Regions from separate parts of the Sus scrofa genome. Here region 2 is linked to region 1. Evidence: chromatin contacts called from public HiChIP or PLAC-seq data. All regions are on one chromosome and are shown on one strand. Each heading gives the region's core, a stretch centred on a gene start, on an enhancer-like site or on the middle of the called end of the contact. The rest is flanking DNA. Distances are from core to core; before and after follow the strand shown. Region 1 holds the start of KIAA1107. Region 2 holds the start of CDC7 (cell division cycle 7-related protein kinase).

Region 1 (6,149 bases), core at 1,678-4,177:
ACCATCTGTCTCTAATGCTCAGTTTCCTCATCTGTTAAATGGGAATAACAAGAGGTACCTCATAGGGGAGACAAAACACTGGATGTCAGACCAGCAGTGTCCAGCTAACAGCAGCACAGCAATAAGTATTAGGTTTGTTTTCTTTTTTTTTTTTTTTTTTTTGGTCTTTTTGCTATTTCTTTGGGCCGCTTCGGCGGCATATGGAGGTTCCCAGGCTAGGGGTTGAATCGGAGCTGTAGCCACTGGCCTACGCCAGAGCCACAGCAACGCGGGATCCAAGCCGCGTCTGCAACCTACACCACAGCTCACGGCAACGCCGGATCGTTAACCCACTGAGCAAGGGCAGGGACCGAACCCGCAACCTCATGGTTCCTAGTCGGATTCGTTAACCACTGCGCCACGACGGGAACTCCAGCATTAGGTTTTTTAGTTACAATGGTCTTGAGCAAGGTCCATTTCTTAATGAGGTCTTATCAGCCAGCAGCTGTCATACCCCAAGCGCCTCTCCAATTCTACACCAGATGTGCCTTTCTGATCACTGAAACTGTTCCCTATTTCTCACTTTTCCACATATCCTACTGTCTCTGCTCCTTTCTGTTTGCAATGATCCAATACAACCTGCTTTCCCCAAATAAATCGAGCTCTTCCAAACCGCTATGCCCTTGTAAAAGCCACCCCCCTTGTTTAGATACTGTGACTTCTCACTTCCTAATCTCTAATCAATTTTTAAATCAATCCCCAAGAGATCACTCAAGTATCATACCATCCTATAAAGCCTTCCCCAAATAACCCTGACCCCCGTTACTCTGGTTTGACTATTCTCTCTCACTAGAGTGCAAGCACAACACCAAAGTCGTGTCTGACTGATCTTTGATTCGTCCATACTAGGTACATGGTGGGTGCTGGCTACTTCATTAATATTTGTAGAATAGGAGTTGCTGTCGCGGTTCAGCGGTTAACAAACCCGACCAGTATCCCTGAGAACTCGGGTTCCATTTCTGGCCTCGATCAGCGGGTTAAGGATCCGGCGTTGTGGTGAGCTGTGGTGTAGAAGCTGTGGTGTGGGTCGCAAACACCACTCAGATCCCATCCCCACCCCGAGTTGCTGTGGCTGTGGTGTAGGCCAGCGGCTACCGCTCAGATTAGACCCCTAGCCTGGGAACCGCCATATGCCGTGGGTGCAACCCTAAAAAGACGAAAACATAACAATAATATTTGTAGACTAAATCAATGATATTGCTGTGGTTGAAGAAGGTTAATTCAGCCTAGAATTTTAAGGTGGCTGGGTGCGCATATGAAATTTTTGTTGTTTAAAAATGAACAAACAAAATACCTTTTGCTTCTAACAAGAACTTGGGCGTTCAGGATCCTATCCCTAATTGCTGCTAGGATGAGGATAAACGGCTCACAGGCTCTACTGTTAACCTCATTTTCTTTATATAAATTAGATGTATTATCTTTCTTAAATTCATAACATTTCAAGGTTCACAATTAGCCAGAAGAATAGAGCCACTGAAAAGGAGCGTCTCATCCTTAGAGACTCATCCTAGAAACAGAACCTCACTTATTTTTTTACGTCAATTCCACAGTGGAGGACACAAAGCAGACTCTCTCATTGACAGATAGGCTCAAAGTAAAAGGAATTTTTTTTTTTTTTTACTTTATAAAGTTCAGTTTACAGCTGCTGGAGCCTTAAGGGTGGGGAACACTAAGCACTTTCTAAAGGTGGAATACTGCATAACCCTTAGTGATGAAGTGTCATTATGTTTACATGAGTTCAGTAGTCCTCAAAGGGTGACCCAGGCCAGCAGCATCAGCATCCCCTGGGCCCCTGCCAGAAATGCAAACATCTCAGGCCCCATCTCAGACTAGCTGTTATCAAAACTGTCCTCTGGGCCCCAGGAAACCTAAGCCCTCTTCCTGATTCTGATGAACCCTAAAGTTCAAGTGCCAATATTTTGGTGGAAATGGAAACCAGCTAGGGAATATTCCTAAGCTTCATTTTATTCACCACAATTTTGAGTTAAACTTCACAACAACCCTCCATTTGCCCGAGTCCTCATGGGAGCTGGGAGTTGCTGTGGCTGCTGGGGGTGGCGGAGGAGTCTAGGAGAGGGGAAGCCAGGTTGCAATCAGCAAAGATTTCCATGTAGGCACTCCTGCTAAATCGTTCAAAGAGAGCTCAGCAGAGACCTCCAACGTTCCAGGAATTTGTTCATTTTTCACTCATTCTAAGCAGACATTCACTCCCTCTTCTACTTTTACCATGTTTCTTAGTTGTGTTTAACAACTGTGTACGTTTCAAGACCACGAAACCTGAATCCATCTCGACAGGAGCGAAAGTCTTCCAAGACCCAAGCCTGCCCGCGATGGAGTGTTCTGGCAAACGCCGGTGCTGCACAGAGCTAGAGAGGCGTGCCCGCTGTCTTTGTGAATCCGGTGTGTGCTCTCCGAGGTGCCCCGGGTCGGTGACACGGGGCGAGCGAGCCCGCTTTGCTGGGAGGAATCGGGGGAAGGGGAGGGATGGAGAAGCGGCGCGGGAGCCGCAGCTTCTGGGGCGGAGGTGGGCGCCTGCGGCCCCGGAGTTCCCGCCTCCTCCTACCTGAGCAGGTCCTGGCTGAGCTGCTCCGCCACCGCCGCCTTCAGCCGGCGCCGCTCGCAGGGCCCCTTCCTGCCAACTCCGGGGGACCCCGGGGGCACCACGGGGGCCGCGCCACCCTCCCCACAGCGGGCCATGTCCCACCCGGCGCGGCGGCGCCCGCGGGGCCCCGCGCCCGGCCGCCCTTCCCCGCCTCTGGGACGAGGGGGCGTTTCCGACCGGACGCTCGGCTCCAACCCGAACCCGCCCCCTCGCCTCCCGCCAGGGGGTGGCCGGCCCTCCGCAGCCGCCGGCCCGCAGCCCCGGGGAAGCTCGGGGGCCGGCCCGCGCCCACGTGACCCGGCGGCGGTGCGCAGGCGTGCTGGCTCTGTTTACCTCCGCCGCAGGCGCTCCGCCCCCTGCCGCCCGGGGAGCGAGCTGCCCGCTGGGACCCGCCGGGTCGGCTCTGGATCCGGGGCCCTCTGGCTGAGCGCTCATCTCCACTTATGCTTCATTGAGAGCCTAGTTCAGCTCCACCTGTGCAGCCTTCCCACACCTTGTCGTCCTGGGATGCCAGCGCTTTTCTTCCCCAGAGAGACAGGTGCCCTAGACGTGTCACACTCTCTCCTTAACTTGCTTTGGGCAAGAAAAATTGGGATTGTGGGAGTTCCCACTGTGGCTCAGCACCACCTAATCCCACGAGCATCCAGGAGGCCCGGGATTCCATCGCTGGCATCGCTCAGTGGGTTAAGGATCCCGGGTTGCCATGAGCTGCCGCTTAAGTCAAGACACCCCTTGGATCCCGCCCTGTTTGGCTGTGGTGTAGGCCGGGAGCTGCAGCTTGCGTTCCATCCCGGTCCTGGGAACTTCCGTATCCACAGGTGCGAGCCTGAATAAAAGACCAAAAAAAAAAAAAAAAAAAAAAAAAAAAAAAAAAAGAAAGAAAAAATTGGGATTGTGAGGAATGGGGAAGAACTTCGTAAAAATCAGCAGAGGTCACAACACTCCTAAGTCCCCTGCAAAGGGTGTATACAGCATCTAAAAGATTCCTTCTCCTTCTAATCCAGGAACTGGTCCTGAACTTTAGCTGAGAAGTGTCAATGATACTCCAGAGCTTGCATATAAAGCTATAAAATTTATGAGGAGGAAGAAAGGAAGTTGGATTGTACGGGCAGAGCCTTCAATTGAGCAGGAAAGTGGGTGGATTGATGAGCCATAGAATTTCGAATATGTTAACATGAAGAAAAGAGATGGAGAAAAATCACTTTAAAAGTCTTTTGGTATTTTTGTATTTGATGACTTCTTCCAAAGGAAGAAGGCTCGGTTACTCGGCTTCATTCAGAAGCTCTGCACAAGGAAACAAACACGTGCTAATTGCTTGGAAAATATGTGGATCTTGTACCCTAAGATTGGCCAAGAGTAGCCATTTCTCCAAATAATGACCTCAATTTCTCAGACACCTTAATTCTAAAAAATATGATGGATAACTGATTCTTAATTAATCCTGTAGAATAGAGGAATGTCAGAAATAACACGAGTTAATATTTATTGAGAGTTTTTTTAGGCGAGAAAACTGATCTACCTGCTTTCTAAGTATTAACTCAATCCTCATAACCACCATTTAGGTAGGTTCTACTATGGGCCCAATTACAGATGAGGAAGTTGAGGCATGAGGGGGTAAGTAATCTGGTCAAGGTCCCCCGGCCAGTAGGTGATGGTCTCGGTATTAAAACCCAGGCAGTTCAGCACCAGATTCTTTCCCTTCAAGGTCCTGTAAGATTTCTACCATGCCCCTTCAGCACCTGGTGAAGAAGAAATTAGGCTCCTCTTCTGGTTGGGAATGGATGACAGATGGTTTCTGGCCCGTGTGAATTTAATTCTCTTAAACTGCCTTAAGTGGTATAGACATCTAGGTGAAGTAATTAAGGAAAAAATACTGTCTTAAAAAACAAGGAGTTCCCGTCGTGGCGCAGTGGTTAACGAATCCGACTAGGAACCATGAGGTCAGTCCCTGCCCTTGCTCAGTGGGTTAAGGATCCGGCGTTGCCATTTGCTGTGGTGTAGGTTGCAGACGCAGCTCGGATCCCGCGTTGCTGTGGCTCTGGCGTAGGCCGGTGGCTACAGCTCCGACTGGACCCCTAGCCTGGGAACCTCCATATACCGCGGGAGCGGCCCAAGAAATAGCAACAACAACAACAACAAAAGACAAAAAAAAAAAAAAAAAACCAAGAAAAATAATGTTAATGGTCCTTATCGTTCCACCATTAGAGTTTTGTGGGTTTTTTGGTTGTTTTTTTTTTTTTTTTTGTCTTTTTGCTATTTCTTGGGCCGCTCCCGCAGCATATGGAGGTTCCCAGGCTAGGGGTTGAATCGGAGCTGTAGCCACCGGCCTACGCCAGAGCCACAGCAACGCGGGATCCGAGCCGCGTCTGCAACCTACACCACAGCTCACGGCAACGCCAGATCGTTAACCCACTGAGCAAGGGCAGGGACCGAACCCGCAACCTCATGGTTCCTAGTCGGATTCGTTAACCACTGCGCCACAACGGGAACTCCTCTTCACTTTAAGATAACGAAAGCTAGAAAGTCCTGAGGAACTAGCAACAGGAGCTCTGAAGATAAACATTGTTAAACTCATCATTTTGTTGTAGGTTGGCCTTAATTGTGATCCTCGTGTGTGAAAAAGAAGTTTAGGTAACACTGTCTTGGAAGGCAGAGAACTCTTCTAAGCACTACAGTTTCATGGCAAAGGTGATTTTCTTGAATGTATTTTTTTCTTTCTTTAAAAAAGTTTTCAGAGTTCCCATTGCAGCTCAGTGGAAACAAACCCAACTAGAATCCATGAGGATGTGTGTTCAATCCCAGGCCTCACTCCGTGGGTTAAGGATCTGGCGTTGCCTCGAGCTGTGGTGTAGGTCACAGATGTGGCTCAGAAGCCAAGCTGTTGTGGCTGTGGTGTAGGTCGGCAGCTACAGCTCCAATTCGACCCCTAGCCTGGGAACTTCCATATGCTGTGAGTGTGGCCCTAAATTGATAAATACAGTAAAAATGTTTTCGTCAGAGTTCTTTTGTGGCACAGTGAGTTGAGGTTTCAGCGTTGTCACTGCAGCAGCTTGAGTTGCTGCTGTGGCTCCGGTTCGATCCCTGGCCCAGGCACTGCCACATGCCACAGGGGTAGCCAATACAATACAATAAAATAAAAATGTTTTCATATGAAACGTTTCAAACATGCAAAGATGTAAAGAGATGTGCAATGAACCCTAATATACCCATTACCAAAATGCGACAATTATCAAGATTTGGGCATATATGCCACATCAAGTTTCCTTTCCTTTCCTTCCTCTTCACTCTTTCTTCCTTTCCTTCGAAAAAAATTTAAAGCCCCAGACATCATTTCATTTGACTCCTACGTACCTCAGTCCACATGGCTAAAAAAATCTGTACATTTTCTTACCTGACATATTCCTTATAAATTGACAGTGATTGTTTACCATGTATCCTATTGTAAAACTTGGTTCTTAGATCTCCTGAGTCTCTTCTGATCTAGAGCGGTTCCCTCTCCTGTATCTTC
Region 2 (6,149 bases), core at 1,193-3,692, 510 kb after region 1:
GTGCATCGTGAACTGATGTGTTACCAGCACCCAGGAAGCTGCCTGCACTAACAGACATTTAAGAAATATTCACCATACGAATGAAATGGTTTCAATTTCTTACCAAGCAGTAAACTGACACTCTAGAAATATATGTCATGCTTATTCTGGGGCTTCATGTACGGCCTAAAATCAGGTCTCCTGTAACAAGGGAGATCATACCATTTAGCCCAAATTGGGACACTCTGAGAATGAAAGGGGGCGCTAAGAATTACACTGTGACAACAGGCATAAACTAGACCCGTCTCGGGCAAACCAGAACACTACCTGTAACCCGTCTTAGAAGTGTGGGCCAAGGGCATCCAGATAGCACCCCGCAAGCAAGCCTTCTACTCAACAGTATGGAGGAGACACTCAGTGCACACAGAGTTTATACCTCATTCTTTCAACTCAAAAGGTTTTATCACTTATTAAACTTGGCATACGGCAGATACTTCAAAAAAAAAAAAAGTTTGCTGAGAAAAGGAAAGAATAAACATTTGATTTAATACTATGCCAGATACTTTGTTCACTGCAGTGGGTTTTTTTCCCCTTCTGTTTTTAGGGCTGCACCACAGCATATGGAAGTTCCCAGGCTCCGGGTTGAATCAGAACTGCAGCTGCCGGCCTACACCACAGCCACAGCAACGCCAGATCCTTAACCCACTGAGCGAGGCCAGGGATTAAACCCTCGTCCTCATGGATACTAGCTGGTTCGTTACTGCTGAGCCAGGTCGGGAACTCCCAAAAATAATATTTTTGAACAAGTACTAAATAACGCTTAAGACAAAGATGGAAAAAAAGACTCAGCTACATTTAGGAAAAAAGAAATACAACCAACAACCAACTGGAACCCCTATTTAACCAATATTTATTAAATGCCTGCCTTGTCCCAGGCACTGTGCTAGAGCAGGAATAAAGACGCACATTACAGAATGCAAACTCAGGCACTGTTTGACCCTCTCTCTCATTTCAAGGTCAGGCTAAGTGGCAAATAAAACTTCATGATGTACACTGAGATACAGTCCCTAATTATCACTGCAAACATTTCATTTACTTTTGTCAGTGAATACTGCTGCTGCATACTTAAACCAAAATCCCACCAACGTCAATTGCTAAATCCAAGCTTAATGCAATATAGTGGTAGAAATTCTAGAAGAGAAATTCCCGTCGAGTATCAACAAACTTTGTGTTCTTTGACAACCAGGAATATTTAGACTAGCAACTTCATCTGTAAAATGGTATGGTTAGACGACAATCCTCCCAAAATGCAATCCAATTCCCAAACTAGACCTTAGAAAGTTTTACTGATTCATAAACTGCTCCTATTTAAATACACAAGTCACTTGAAATTTCAGGAAGTGTTCTGGGCCTTGTGTTTGTTTTTTAATAATAGAAATTACAGAATTGTTGCCTGTACATCTTTGGAAATAAACACATACCTGGTAGTTTAAAATTCTGCTCATGTTTTTTTAATGAGCCATCCGCCTGAAAGCGGCCATGCAGAGGAGAAAAAGCCATTGGTTCATCCATCTGAACCCCCAGAGACGCCTCCATCACAAAGCAAGTGGGGTGCAAAATGCCAGCTAAGGGGTCATGTCCACAGGGGGAGCAAAGCAGCTGTGAAAATCAGAATTCTGGAGCAGGTGAGAAGTTTATATCACTCAGTGAACTAAACACTAAAAAGTGCTACTGTCCCCCAAGGGGCAAACATTTAAAAACGCACCGTAGGTCAAAATTCCCCAAGGAAGGGGAAACTTGAGCCATTTCTAAGGATTCCATTGGCTTTACTTTCACATCGCAGAAAAAACCAGCAGGGGGCCGAAGGGAAAACCGCCCGGCGACGGTGGGACGGGGGCGCCGGGGGCTGCAGAGGCTGCGACCCGGGTCGGGGAAGCCTTAGTGGGGACAGCGGTTCGAGCCGAGGGAGAGGCTGGCAGAGGAGAGCGCCCGACCACTGAGAGGGGGCGCCGGGGGTCCGTCCAAGGCCCCACGCAAGTTGGTGGAGAACTGACACGACCTTGCTCGCGAGCGCCCGGCGGGGAAGCGGGCATGAATGGGATCCTTCCGGCAGCGCGGGTCGCGCGCTGCGCGGGGGGAGACCCGGTGCCCGCAAACCCGAGACCGCACGGGACGCTGAGTGCGCAGGCGCACGACTTTCCCGCCGCAGGTCAAAGGGGTCCGAAAAGTCGGGGGGGGGGCACTGCGCTGCGACAAAATGGAAGTCACGATCCAGAACTCGTTTCTAATCCCTCACGAGCCCGCGCCATGGGACAAACCGTCGGAAACTCACGGTTTAAAGGAATACGACTTCCGTGGCTCCCCAGAAGCCTAGGTTGCCGCTTCCAAGAGCGCCCACCTAGCCAGCCGGCCAACCGCGCCTGCGCAGCGCTTCCCGCCTCGCCGCCTCGAGTCGCACATGCGCAGTGTGAAGCCGGCGCGCCGCGGTTTCTGCGCCGAGCGCCTGCGCAGGGGGTGGGTTCCTGCCCCAAGGCGGAGGCTGGTCCAGGAACGGTTGCTGATGGAGAGCCGGGGAGTGATCCTTCGCTGGAAAACGGTGACCCCTAAGGTTAAGGATCTAACAGCACTCGGAGGAAAGAGAGTAAGTCAGAGACAGCAGAGTCTCATTCTCACCTAGAGAGACTTTGGACCCTCCGGATAAAAGACGTTCACTTTCTCGACTCCCAGCTTTCACTTCTTTTGGTGGAATGCCCCCACCTGTCCGTTCAAAACAAACAAACCAACAAACAAAGGCAATTGCTAGTTGTTTGTGGCTGTATTCAAAGAAACAAGCCCAGTGACATTCTCACTGCCACTTGGTCAGTCAGCATATATTTGAGCCCTTGGCTCTGAGGCTGGCTTCGAGAGGCTGGGGTTACAGCGGAGAAGACGCCCTAGAAAACCCCGCCGTCCCTTTATGAAGCCAAGTTCCAGTGAGACAGTGACAATAAATAAATAAATGAACAACATTCTTCTAGATGTTGATAAACGCTCCGAAGGGAATAAAGTGGAAGGACGCGATCGTGACAGAAGGAGGCATCGTGTTGGGAGCCAAATGGGAAAGAGACTAGTTGGCCAAGGGTAGATCAAGTGCAAGGGTAGGATATCAGCTTAGTAAGTTGGGGGGAGGGAGTTTCACAGAACACCAGCATCAGGCAGGGCCACTCTGTGACCTCGATATGATGGATCAAGACAGAAATAAGGTCATTCTGTAATCTTGTCTAGATATAGACCAAATGTAAACATTTTGTCAAGCCACAAAAATGAGCAAACATTTTCTTCTCCTGGCTAATGGGAGCGACTGCTGCTTCTTTACTAATTAAAATTTTAGCCTCTGTAAACACTCAGCCATTCTAGATAGTACTTATTAAAATACACAATTATAGATTTACTCCTGCCTTCCTACAGCTCCCAATAAGTCCCTCTTCCTTGAACCCATCCCTAAATCATGTAACACAAACCCAGATTTCTAACACCCTCTTACTGAGATGCTATATGGTTGTCCCTGGTGTGCATTCTCACTGAAACCTAACTTGTTCAATTGCGGTTCCTCCTGCTCTTTAGCTGGAGGGCATTGACAGTACTCAAGTCCAAGGTGTCTACTAGATAGCTAAGTGATAATGTCAAGTGAACAGGTCTGGAATAGAGTCTAGGCTAGAGACATAAATTTGGCAGTTATGAGTTTATGCATGAAACTTAAAACTTTGGGACTAGATGCTATTATCAAATCAAAGATTATAGATAGAGAACGGGGCTATGGGTATCCCCACTCTTTCAGAGTTGGGCAGAGGAAGAAGAAGAGCCAGCGAGAGACTGGGAAGGAGTGACCTGTGAGGTAAGAAGGTGATGCCATAGTGATCAAGAGGAGAAAGTTTTGCAGTTGGAAGGAAGGGTCAACTATAGCACGTGCTTCATGGAAGTCAAAGGGTGAGGACGTAGAAATGATAATGAATTTGGCAACATGGGGACCAGTAGCTTCTCTGGCAAGAGTAGTTTCAGAGGCACAGGGAGGCAGAATGACTAAGCTGTGTGAAGAACAAAAGGTGTACAAGTGGAGACAAGTCTTCAGGTTTTGTTTCTTCGGTTGGTTGATTTCTTGTCTTGTTTTTGCTTTGAGGGGAAGATCAGAGAAATAGGATGGTGGTCCCAGCTGGTCACATAGAGCAGAATAGAGCAGGGGAAGTGTTTTGTGATTGATGTTGTGTTGGCAGGTAAATGCTTATGTTATAGTGAGAATGATGACGTGCAGAAAGAAGTTGTGGGTGCTGGAGAAAAGGGAGTACCTATAGGAATGAAATTATAGAGGAAGACGAAGGAATGGATCCAAAGCATAAGGAGGGGGAATAGGCCTTTGAAAAGTATCCAGCCTCCCATTCTTTTAACAAGAGGGAAAACCAGATTTAATTCAGATACAATGGTTTGGGTTGGGAAGAATAAGGTATCTCCTACCTGACCTCATCCATTTTCTTAATATGAGGTGAGGTCTTAAGTGGGAGGGGGGGGGAACATTAGAGGTTCAGTGAGGTCAGAAGTATCTTCTGAGAGTGAGAAGGTAACTCTAGAAAGACTGTGAGACTGCCAGCAGTGTTGGACGGCTATTTTCTATTCGTGTCGTAAATTTAAAGTGAGTCCAGACAGCTGAGCGTTATATTTATTTTCTCAAGGAAGCTTCAGTCAAGAGAATGCAGATTGGAAAGGGGTCGTTGGGTTTCACCAAGGATGAAGATCACACAGAGAGGGGCAAGTGAGGATGTTTACAAGGAAGGGGTTGTACTGATGCATCACGGAATCTTTGGGAGTGAAGAGGAAAGGTTTTAGGAAGTGATTGATGATAATATTAGCTTGATGGATGGATCAAGCAATAGATAAGAAGTGCAGGGACCAGTGAATTGGAACTCTTGCTGTAACTGAGGATTGGTATAATGGAGGTATAAGTTTGCGTTAGAAGGATAGAGGTAGCAGAAGTTTGGTGGCGTGGTGAAGATTGGGATTTCAGAGATAAGAGCATTCCAGAGGGTGGTTAAATTTGCTGGATGTATTGTGGTGATTTGGCACGGACTGTGCCTAGCAGTAGACTAGGTCCTGTGGTATGGCGATGGCTAAGGAGAGGACTCTTCTCTTAAGTAGTTTGAAGTCTGTCTAGGGGTTGAAGTGGACAGTTTCCATGCTCATCCTTCACCAAAAGCCAGCTATAAGCACGTCTTTCTCGGGGGAGCCTCCCCTCACTGAGAAGGTTAGGTCTCCAGATGCAGCTTTCCATGGCATCTTGTCTTCCTTCTTTTTCCACATTTTGTTATAATTGCTTGTTAATGGCCATCTTCTTCCTTAGGCTTGGTTACTCTGTTAACGCTACAGATGAAGCTTGTGTAGACTATGCACTTGAGGTCGGACGGCCAGGGGAGGATGAGCAAGTTCCTTAGGCTCTCAGGGACTCCGTTGCGTCCTATTTGCCCAAGGGCCATAGCGTCTACCTCACAGGGCTTTGCCCAGGTCCATGAGTTAAGAAGAGGATGCTGTTGAGAACTGTGCCTGGCACATGGCAAACTCTGTGCATTAGCCAGGATGACAACAGTGGTGATGAAATTCCCTTGTACAGTACTTACAATGCTGGTATTCTAAGTCCTGTGTTAGGTATTAAGTAGGCCAGTAAATATTTGTCAAATGTTATTGAATTCATCAAATAAATGAATGCGTAGAATGGAATAAGTGCATAGAAGCGTTATTCACTCTGAATCAGAAAACTTTTCCTGGCGAAACTGAAGCCCAACCTGGGTTTTGAAAAACAGACAGGGGTTCACCAGTGACAGTGGGAGGAAGAGACACTCTCCCGGGCACTCTACGAGGACTGTTCGGGGAACTGCAAGTTGTTCGATACTATGTCAGCACAAATAGAAAAAGACGAGGAGGAGAAACCTCGAGAGTAAAGAGGAACCTCATTGTGAAGTTCCTTGTGTGCTGGTCCCAAACCGAGGGTGATAGGAGCTAGCAAAGTATTCACTGCGGGACAGAGAGAAATAGACTTGAGTTTTATTAAGATCACTTAGGTGAGGGTGTAGAAAATAAACCAGAGGAGGAAGACTCTATAAGCTTGGTGACCTTTTCAATAAACGTCTAACGAGCAAGTGAGCGAG

What was found. HiChIP or PLAC-seq counts read pairs in DNA pulled down with a chosen protein or histone mark.
Region 2: an H3K27ac HiChIP or PLAC-seq map of skeletal muscle shows a contact between it and region 1, with 4 times the contacts expected there. The contact joins the promoter of CDC7 here to the promoter of KIAA1107 in region 1. A contact is called at or near these places in 1 of 47 Hi-C or Micro-C datasets (heart right ventricle) and 1 of 2 datasets of contacts at active chromatin or transcription factors (skeletal muscle).

Annotation. Positions count from the first base shown.
Region 1 is chr4:124,947,493-124,953,641 of Sscrofa11.1, forward strand. KIAA1107 reads right to left here and starts at 2,928. Exons shown (of 17, transcript XM_021090241.1): 1 at 2,603-2,928. The coding sequence starts at 2,736.
Region 2 is chr4:125,456,925-125,463,073 of Sscrofa11.1, forward strand. CDC7 (cell division cycle 7-related protein kinase) reads right to left here and starts at 2,443. Exons shown (of 12, transcript XM_013997381.2): 1 at 2,312-2,443; 2 at 1,461-1,655. The coding sequence starts at 1,575. LOC106510230 (a long non-coding RNA gene) reads left to right here and starts at 2,469. Exons shown (of 5, transcript XR_002343622.1): 1 at 2,469-2,620.